2 separate regions of the Danio rerio genome follow, and region 1 is linked to region 2. The links are chromatin contacts, called in public HiCAR-type maps. All regions are on one chromosome and are shown on one strand. Each heading gives the region's core, a stretch centred on a gene start, on an enhancer-like site or on the middle of the called end of the contact. The rest is flanking DNA. Distances are from core to core; before and after follow the strand shown. Region 1 holds the start of nf2b (NF2, moesin-ezrin-radixin like (MERLIN) tumor suppressor b). Region 2 holds the start of abhd11 (abhydrolase domain containing 11).

Region 1 (4,866 bases), core at 2,140-4,639, 81 kb before region 2:
ATGGATTTAAAAAGTCAACAAATATGTTAGGGGCCAAACAACATCAAAATAAATTTCTCCTGAAGTCAAACCAAGGTGTTATGAAAATCAAAGGTCAGTCTGTAATAGAAACTGTATGCACCAACACCACGAAACTTGACTGCCATGAACTTGGTTAGTACTGTTTTTCTAGGATTGTGGATTAATTTAGTAAATTACGTTCAGTTTTTAATACAGACCAACAATTCAATTTGCTTTACAAGATTTCAATGTCACTATTCCCTCTTGCCTATATTTCACTTGGTTGTACTAATTGATCTTGAAGTGTACATATCCACTGCACATACATGTATACATGTTTTTTATCTATCTGCATACTTCTGATTATTAATAGCAACCTGTACATAAATTCATCTATTGTAAATCTCTGTTCACAGTTAATACAATCTGTTTATAATGTTCATAGTACATCCATATGTAAATATCACCATAGTTTTTCTATAATTGCACTTTATAACCTATATCCTGCACTTGATGCTATGGCACTCTTGGTTAGGCCAAAACTGAATTTTGTTACCTTGTACTTGTAAATTTGTTATGACAATAAAGCTGAATCTAATCTAATCTATTTTGTAACTAATTATTTGTGTTATAATTAACACCAAGAAGCAGTTTGAGCAGAAATTAAATTGTATTCAATGTTACACTGCACTTAAAAAGTCAGCTACATTGTGGATAACCTAAAATGGGGAGAACTTTAACAACATATTTGTATTTTGGGTACTTGTTCATGCTTAATGTCTTCATGGGTCACATAAATCTAAAAACCCATGGTCTGAACGAAGAACCCAGATGGGTTTTGTGCCTTGGACACAGGTTAGGTTAGTAAGTTAGTAGCCTCAGGTCTCGGTTAATTTAACATTTAGTGTGCTTTTGAAAATGCACCCAATAAGAAGGCCCATGCGGAAACTGCGCGTGCAAAAATCCATCAAGCCTATTTATTTACTTCTGTAAATGTGTGTAAATTTATATTCATTCAGTTTTTAAATTAATTTCAGTAATATTATTGACTAATATGAAAATTTTTATATGATTTTTAACTATTTAATTTGTAAAGTAATAATTGTCTTTTAGTAGATCAGTTATCAGAGTTGCTTTGCTTACCAAATAAGTGGATCTAATTACATTTGCACTGTAAACGTTAAATAAAAGTTAAAATGGTAATATTTAAAGTTTTATTTTTAAGTTTTAATATTAAGTTTTTAGTTACGATACTACCAAAATTATTTCACATAAATCTGCTAATTTTTCATTACAAAATGCTGCGTAGAAATAGCAAACAATGTCTGAACATTCTCGCTGGTACTACCAAAAAGACATGAAAACTTATAGGATGTGATCATCATAACTGAGTGATAAGTAAATGAGCTTTAAGAATTTCAGCAATCAGCATGTACTTGACCAATTAGACTACTGGTATTAAATTTTTAAGAAACTTATAAAAAAATGGAAGAAGCATTTGAAACCTCAAACAAAGAAATATATCCTCATTGAAAAAAGATAAAAACCAGGAAACGCCATTTGCTTTATTATGCAGTGTGTTAAAACAATGTGTTTGTGTGTGTGTGTGTGCGTGCGTGTGTGTGTGTGTGTGTGTGTGTGTGTGTAGAAGCCACTGGTCACAGTTAAAAGCTGGGCCCAGGAATAACTGGTTTTCTGGAGTCAAAACTATTCAGTTACAGAAATTGAATAATAAAATCAAAATAACATTGTATAGTCTTTATTGTATAAATAATTCAGTTAAAGTATTATTCTTTAAAGTCACAAATTAACTTTTTGTGCCAAAACGTTTTAAACTCTTATGACATTGCCTTAAGAAACACATTCAAATTATAAACTTTCACTCTGTTATGCTTATACTTTGCAAAGACTCCACAAATCTCATTTATTCTCAACTGTTGTGCTGATCAACTATAATAACAACTCAACATTGCAGATCCTGCGATGTGACTATTGCAGACACACACATAGAGATATAAACGCTGAAACAATATATTGTGCAGCCCTACTTCAATGCAGTTTACTTTTGGGTTAAAAATAAATGCCATTGGGTCAGACTCAGGTCTAATTTGATTGACTTTGTCTTGGGTCAAGATTTCCTTCTTTCATTTCTGTAGATTGGGTTCAGTGAGTAGTGATTTGGGAACAGATTTTAGGCTCTAAACTACAATTACATCTCACCCGTTTATCAGGCTTCAGCCAGGCATATGTGTCTTTTACTGTGTATCGAAGACCAAAAAACCACGTTTCCCTCAGGCCAATGGTCCGGCATACCAGGTCAAATAAATCTTTCCCTTTCCATTTGACCTAGAAGTTATAGACAAACATTAAACTTTGTAGGACATTTTAGGACACAGAATCAGACAGACACATGTATTAAGTATTTCCATACGTTTACCTCACAACTAAACTCCATTTCAGCATCCATAGTGCTGACTTTGACTTTAAAAGTCTTTGGTTGCTTCTTTTTCAGACCCAAAATTGACATAGTGACTTTATATACACCTGAAAACACAAATAATTACTTTAATACCTCAATATAGTAAAGTATATTTAGCATTTAACAAAATGAAGCTAACATTCATTTACTTAAATATATATCTAAAAACTAAAACAAAGTGCATCAATACATACATAAAAAGATAATTTAGACATTTTAAAAAGTCTATCAGAGCTTTAATTAGAAAATTACTTCAACTTATTCCTTCCCTTATTATGCATCATTATTATCATCATTTATCTAACGTACTAGTGCTACTATCACAAGGCAGATGAATGAAGTCAGCCACAGGTAAGTCGCATTCACGAGTACTTTACGCAAAGTGCTGTAACTTAACAACTGTAACAATGCCCACTCTCCTTAAAATAAACACATTGTTAGTTTTCAACCTTTATAAGTAAGATATAACACAATCTGCCTTGTTATATCGAGCGAGAATGTAGAAAGCGACTCACAAAGCTTAACGTTAACGTTACATCCTGGCTAACGTGACAGAAAGTAAGCTGGCAAATTTACTCCCTTTACAGCGACACAGTATACGTTTAAACGATAAGTATAATCCATTCTGAACACTGTTAAAAATATGTGAATGAAACTAGCCAAATATCAGTCAGTTACCTTGATTAGGTTATGTGTTAAACCAGGCCCGATCCACAGCAAGGAGTTTCCAGGCACTCCGCTAAACCACAACAATGCAAACCGGATTTCGTCGGTCACCTACATGGAAATGGTTGTAAGCTTGTCCGAAACTGTAGAAATCGTTTAAAGAGTGTCCATTTTGGTAATAAACTATTAACTGGACGATTGTGGAATATAAATACGATGTTATCTTGAGTAGAAAATGTTGGATAGGGAGTTAGCAGGACTTTGTTGTTGGTTTTCTTTGCCGCCCTCTTCCTGCTGGATGGAGAAGAGCAGTTGAGGAATGTTCATGACGGTGTGTATACAGTGATTTATGTCACTCTTTCTATGCTCAATAAGATCAATTAACGTCATTTATTATGTAAGTGTTAAATGTTTTATTTTGTTTAATTTATTATATTGGTTTGTTTTGTAATATCATGCTGTTTTATATCAAGTATTGTACAGTCAACTACACAACACAATTACTGCTAATTTAGCCCTCTGAAGTTGTTGTGATTTAGTTTATTTTATTGGTCTATTATGTAATATCATTCTGTTGCAAGTATTGTATGTACAGACCATTTTGAAGGATGTAAACAAAAACAATGTGCCCTTTGCATTTCCTGTTTTGCATTTTTAATTTCTATAGCTTCGGAGAATCCAAAAAGAGCCACATATGAATAAATAATGTTATGATAGCTGTTTTAATATTAAGTTATGATTGAATTGCCTCTTTACATTTCTGATATAATTTGATAACAAGCAGGAACTGTTCACGGGCCAATGATATGACCACATTGAAATGATCTATAACAGTTACTATTTTAGCCCTTTGATATTATTAGAGTGGTTTGTAAAATGAGTGTAAAATTGTAAAAAGTTTTTATTTTAGTGAAATGACTGTACTGTATTTTGTATTATCTGTAAAAAAAAATCTGTAAATCTGTATTTTGTTTTATATTTTGTACCAATAAGGGAGTTTATGCTTTTTTTAATAATAAATTTCCAACTTTTAAACAGCAACTTCCAAAATATTTATTTATTTATTTATTTATTATATTTTCAGATAAGACACTTGGTAAATTATTGCTTAGTTATAAAAAGTTTTATTTAGTTTTAGAGTAAATCATGATTTATTTACACACACACACACACACACACACACACACATAGCCAAAATAAAGCAAATAAGACTTTCTCCAGAAGAAAAAATATCAAACATACTGTGAAAATTTCCTTGCTCTGTTAACTTCATTTGGAAAATATAAAAAATCAAAGGAGGGCTAATAATTCTGACTTCAACTGTATGTATGAATATATAATTTACTCTAATGCTAAATAAAACTACTTTTTTTTTAAATACTCTTTTAAAATATTTTGGTTGAGTGCAGTGCCAATTTATTCCACTCGATGAAATGTCATGTACTGCATAGCAATGGTCTCAAACTCAATTCCTGGAGGGCCGCAGCTCTGCATAGTCCCAACCACCTCCAACTCACACCTGCTTAGTTTCTAGTAGTCTTGAACACCTTGGTTAGTAGGATCAGCGGTGTTTGATTAGGGTTGGAGCAAAACTGTGCAGAGACCATTGCTGTATAGTATCTGCACATAACTACATATTATAATAAAATGTCTGTAAAATGCTTCTAAAATTATCTGTAAGATATTGTCCTATAGATAGACCATTTCAATATGACAATACC
Region 2 (5,687 bases), core at 368-2,867:
AAATCACTTCAATAATTTAACTTCCCATTTTATTAATTTGAGGATCCTATTGATGGCATTGTGCTTCCTTATTTTTATTTTCTACTGCCTACTACCTGTATGTTTTTTTTTTTTTTTTGCTGTGGAAGATTCTGTCTTGTTTTCAGTTAGTTGTCCTATTGTGTGAACTAGACTTCCCCTTAACAGGCCTTTCCGCATAGCAAAATGTCCTCTTTCTTTGCAGGCAATTAAGTGGTTTAAAACATTTATGAATTTTGTTATTCTGTTGAACTCAATAAAAGTTATTTTGAAGAATGTTTGGGGGGAAAGAAGTCATTGGCCTTACAAGTGGCCTTTGCAACATAACGTTATCATTAGGATTTGTGCCAGATTGGATTTATCATCATCTTCTTTTCACATTTGCTCAGAAGTGTTTAAACGCTATTAAATATGCCACATATCAGTGAATATATGCAAGTGATAAACCTTGATTTTAAGCACTCCTGCTTAATGATTACATCTAAACATAACATTGATAACAGCATATATGTCAAAAGATATTAAGAAACTGTATGACTAAAGTCTTAACGTTTTATTAAATTAATTAAACGATTAAAGATCATTTTCTGTGTAGTGCATGAAAGCTGTGTTGTTGCCCACACAATCTGAATTAAGTCTGTTTTTGTGGTCTGTGGCGCCATCCTCTGGTAAAACTGCTCCATAGGCTAAACAATGCTGATTGATTTGTCATAACATATTTTCGTCTTCTCTCATATTTTTTTCTTTCACTGTAACTCCTCTGCATCTCCTGCATGTGCATATCTTTTATTGTAAATATTATTTTTCAAATATATGTGTTGTCTGAAATGTGCTTAGCTTTGCAGGCTTTAAATGCGCACGACGTGATGACATCACTGACACTCTGAGGTGTCGAAATGTTGCCATGTCCACTTGCTTTACGCAATATTTTTTTCCCATGAGGTTGTCTAAATATAAAATTATAGTATAATGAAATACAGGTGAGTTTTTGATTGCTAGTGCTATACTATTATTAAAACAATATCGGGAGGATAAATATATATATTATAAATATTGATAAATAAATAAAAATCTATGGAAAAAATATGACAACAAATAAACACATATTAGTATAAAACCTAAATAAAAGTCAATTTAATTTTTTTTAAATAAATAAAACTTGGAAAAAGTAACGGAATAATAAAATATAACAAAAGAAGCTTTAATTTATCCAAAAGTGTTTTTAAACAAATAATGATTAAATAAAATTACTGTAGAAAAACTAAAAAATAAAACTGTTATTAAAGTAATCTTAATATAATCTCAATACAATATTTTTTTAGATAAAAAGAGATTTAAATACTTTATGCAAATTTAATAAGTAGAAAGTTTAGTTAAATGAATAAATATTAACTAGATTTAAAAATAAGTATAATAATGTCAATGTGATGTCCACAATTTTGAAAATCCCAGATTTAGACAGTCAGTCGTAAATGTGAAACATTTATATTTTTTAAAAAACTAAAAAATGGAAGTGTTTAGTTGTATCTGCTTTCATTTGCATTTAAACAGTTCTACATTTGTTGCGGTTTTATTTTGTTTTTCTAGCGAGATCTGGCAACCCTGTCGTGCGGGAAGGGTTTCCCTAGTGTTAGCTAAACAACATCACGACGACCTTTGAAGTCGCCAACCCCGGTCGAATGAATGAAGTCCGGACGCACGTTTTAGCATGTCAAATTTTGCCATGAGTGCCCTGTGCCGTGTTTTCACAAGAGGAGCGCCTTGCGGCCTGTCGTCATGTTCATCTGTAACGGGACTTCGGGATTTTTGCAGCGGAGTCTCGCGGCTGGACCGCGCTGGCAGTGACAGCATGAGAACCGCCAGGTGTTGCATCTTTAATCTTCCGGATGAAATATTGTTAATTGCACAGAACTTCATGTGTGAGAGATTATTGTTACTTTAAAAAGTTATTTGTAGTTTATTTTAACGTTATTATTCGTGCATTTACTGTCACCTTAGAAAATTAGCCAGTAGTAGATGGGTTTTAATCAGAAATAGAGTAAAAAGAGTAAAACCAGTCAAAATTACCTACACGTTATCTTTTGTTGTGGCTAATAACGGGTAATGGTTACATTAATTAAGTTATAAATTAGATATTACTATATTGGTATGATTTTGTAAACAAGGCCATGTTTCCACTTTCCAGTCATCACCATATCTTATCTTTAAGTAAAACATCAATAAAAACTCATACTTATGAGTCTTGTGAAAGGCAATATACTGAAATGCTATTCAGATTTAAAGTTAATATTCTCCTGAGACTAAAATTCATAGAGCTTTAAAGCTACAACTTAAACCAAGGTCATATTCAGATTTGATTTGTGGTTATTGTAAAATAAGTATCTAAATCTATCTTCCTGTCCTTTTAGCATTTTAGCTTTGTAATATTTCTACTGTAACATGCTTATGTTTGCTATCCTTGTACTAAACATAATACAAACGTTAGCAACCCTACACAACCCAGAACGTGTTAGCAAAATGATGAGTAATGCTAATATGGTGTTAAAACATGTTAGCAACAAGCTATTTCATGCTTGCAGTGTGGTAAGACGAGTAGCACGTTAATGCATGCTAGTCATTAATGATATAAATTATATGACAAACATGTTTGAGCATGCTAACTCATGCTAGTATGAATTAAAAAAAAAGACATATCAATAAAACTTGATTGTAATTTGCTAAAATACCCTAACAACCTTTTGAAATGTCTTAGACGCGTCTTAGTGGTATGTTTATTCATGCTAGGCAGGTGTTAAACATGTTGTAAATTTTTTTTAAATATTTGTTAGCAACTCTAACCTGCCTAATGAGTTACCCTCAAATGATTTTAGGGTGCTTTCACACCTGTGTATCGATTCAGTTGTTCCGAAACAGAGATTACAAATGTTACATTGTTGCTCTTTGCTCTTGGAGCGGTTCACTTTCACACTGCAAAGTTTATAATCGGACCAAAAGAGCTAAAACAAGTCACGTGCGAGTAAACTCTCCTTACATTAGTCAGAGTGTCAGGGTTTATTTTGCAGCGTCCCGCTCAGCTGTCAGGAGAGGTGGTGGTTTGGTGGTGATTGACAGGGTGCGCGCGTGACGCGTCTGAGCGAGACGCGGTGGGGAGGGGTGAGAAGGGTGCGCGACGATGCCTATTTGAGGACCGGGAGGGAGACGCGAGATTACCGGGAGATCATCACTCGTTTGCGGGCATCCGAAGACTCGCGAAACTTCCCGACACACTCATAATTCTCTCTTCATATAGCCGTAAGCCTATTACATATCCATAAAACACTGTGATATAACCGCGCTCGGATCGGATCGCTTTCTCACTGCAATCGATCCGCTCCAGGGTTCGTTTCAATCGAGCCGAGACCACCTAATTCAAGCGATCTCGGAGCGATTACTTTGGCGCGGAACAGAGCGCGATTGCCCTGTTCACATATGCCAATCGAACCACGCTAACTGGGCAAACGAGATGCGTTCCGAAACAAAAGTGTAGGTGTGAAAGCACTTTTAGTGTTTCCCCTTATTTTAGCTGTGTAATTAAACATTTGGGAGTGAATTTGTGCAGTAGTTTAAAATTTGATAAACTGGTTAATTCAGTGATTAGGGCAAGCTTTTTCCAGCTTCGCCTTCTTGCCAAAGTCAAGCCATTTCTGAGCCAGCGTGGGTAAGTCTCAAACGTATGCACATCACACCTGTCCTTTACTCTATTCACTGGCTCCCTGTTAATTCAGGATTAATTATGTTGGCTTGAGAAAGCCAACATACTGTTATACTACTCTGTCCTTGAAAACAAACGTATCTCCTCCTAGGCCGTTCATGCCACAAGGCCCAAATGTGGTCAAAATGTGCCTTCTACATTCAAGATCGTTGCTATATCTCCTCATGCCTATAAGACTTATTGTTTTTTTAATAAAAAAATTTAAATATTAAATTTTTATAATCCGGGCATATTAAAAAATTATACAAGCCCCAAATTTGGCCAAAAGCTGTATTTAGATGAGTTAGATTTTGTTGCTATGTCTTTAAGGTTTATCAGACTTATAGTTTTCCAATAAATAATTTGTAAGCATTATTTTTCTCAAAATATGGCAAGCCATTTTTGACTTAAACTCCATATTTTTTTACTGATATGGCAAGCCATTTTTGCATGTATCACTTTTTAACACTTATTAAGCATTGTATTTTCAAAAAAATACGGCAAGCCATTTTTACATAATGTTCATTCCCTTAGTCCCTTTATTAATCAGGGGTCGACACAACGGAATGAACCGCCAACTTATCCAGCATTTGTTTTACACAGTGAATGCCCTTCCAGCCGCAACCCAACACCAGGAATACATAATGTTCAAGTCCAGTTTTTGACACTCATAAAGACTGTCCTAGAAACATCGGGGTCGATTAAGATCACTCATATTGCCAAGAAGCTTTGATGTATCATCACTAACCTGTCAAATGTCCCCACAGTAATAAAACAGTATAACCTAGCAACCATTTAAAAATATCAATATCTCTACATCAGAACATCGTAGGGACCTGGGCATTGGCTTGTTTGACTCTTGCTAGCAAATGGGACTTCCTGTGTACTATGCATGGTAACAATGATAATGGAAGCCAAGTGCTAATAACGATTAGCTACATGCTATGAATGATTATCTAAATGCAATAACATATGCTAGAAATGCCTACTAAGTATTAGCATTTGATCAAACATGTACACGAGCATTGCCATTTAGCACAGGGTTCTCGCGGGTCGTTAAAAAGTCTTAAAATGTTTTAAATTAAAATCCAGGAAATTAAGGTCTTAAATTGTCTTAAATTTTACCGTAAAGTGGCTGTAGGTATTACATTTTCAGCCGGTGTGCTTAATGACGATAGGGAAGCACAGTGGTCCACAGTAAAACATCTAACAGTTGATTAATTTAGTATGTGGGAAACAGGAGAGAAATAACAGTCTGCGTCATTTATTAGCTTATTATGGTAGGTCGGCTAGTACAGACGCTTACGTTGGTCAGCACCTCCGTGCTGTCATTACGCGGTTGTTGATGTGAGGTTCAAAATGCAAAGATGGGAAAGTGTAAATTTAACGACGTGGCAATGAAGCAATGTGTAAATTCAACAAAAAGAACTTTTCGTTAGGGACCATGGAGCTCAAAGCCGTCGAGTCGCACATGAAAGGAGGAAAGCAGCCGCGGGACATTGCAGCAGCTAGTCATAGCGGGTGCAGGGTAATCCTTGCATTGTTTGCAGCTCAACCTATCAGTGTTACTAGTTCAGACTAGAGCTGAAGATCTTTGCTGGGTTCGGACTTTATTTCTATCTTTTTAGACGGGGTCATGCCTGGCTTGGGCAGTAAATGAACAGTCATGTGATGCATTTCGATTAGCGCGAGGAAGTAATCAAATTGTTTGTTACAACATTGAAATCCATCCCTGCAAAGGTATAACAAATGATGACAGAGATGTCAAAAAGAGTGAATTTTGTCAGCGGTCAGGCCAGCCAACAGGTTAATTTGAACAGTCATTCTAATTGTTTCGGCGGTCGCTTATATACTGCGTTTTACGGCAGTTCACTAAGGAGCAGTGTTCAGCGAGCTGACAGGGAAGATGACGAGGTCACTTGCTGCATTGAAACCTCTG

Evidence for each region. HiCAR-type assays count read pairs that join an accessible place to other places.
Region 1: a HiCAR-type map of caudal fin shows a contact between it and region 2, with 7 times the contacts expected there. The contact joins the promoter of nf2b here to the promoter of abhd11 in region 2. A contact is called at or near these places in 6 of 18 Hi-C or Micro-C datasets (caudal fin, embryo, gastrula embryo and 3 more) and 3 of 4 datasets of contacts at active chromatin or transcription factors (caudal fin, embryo and gastrula embryo).

Annotation. Positions count from the first base shown.
Region 1 is chr21:27,247,568-27,252,433 of GRCz12tu, reverse strand. It overlaps nf2b (NF2, moesin-ezrin-radixin like (MERLIN) tumor suppressor b), which reads right to left and starts at 3,389. Exons shown (of 17, transcript NM_212951.1): 1 at 3,158-3,389; 2 at 2,438-2,544; 3 at 2,221-2,346. The coding sequence starts at 2,527. It overlaps mettl27 (methyltransferase like 27), which reads left to right and starts at 2,778. Exons shown (of 6, transcript NM_001040381.1): 1 at 2,778-2,830.
Region 2 is chr21:27,164,070-27,169,756 of GRCz12tu, reverse strand. It overlaps abhd11 (abhydrolase domain containing 11), which reads left to right and starts at 1,617. Exons shown (of 6, transcript NM_001004290.2): 1 at 1,617-1,881. The coding sequence starts at 1,727.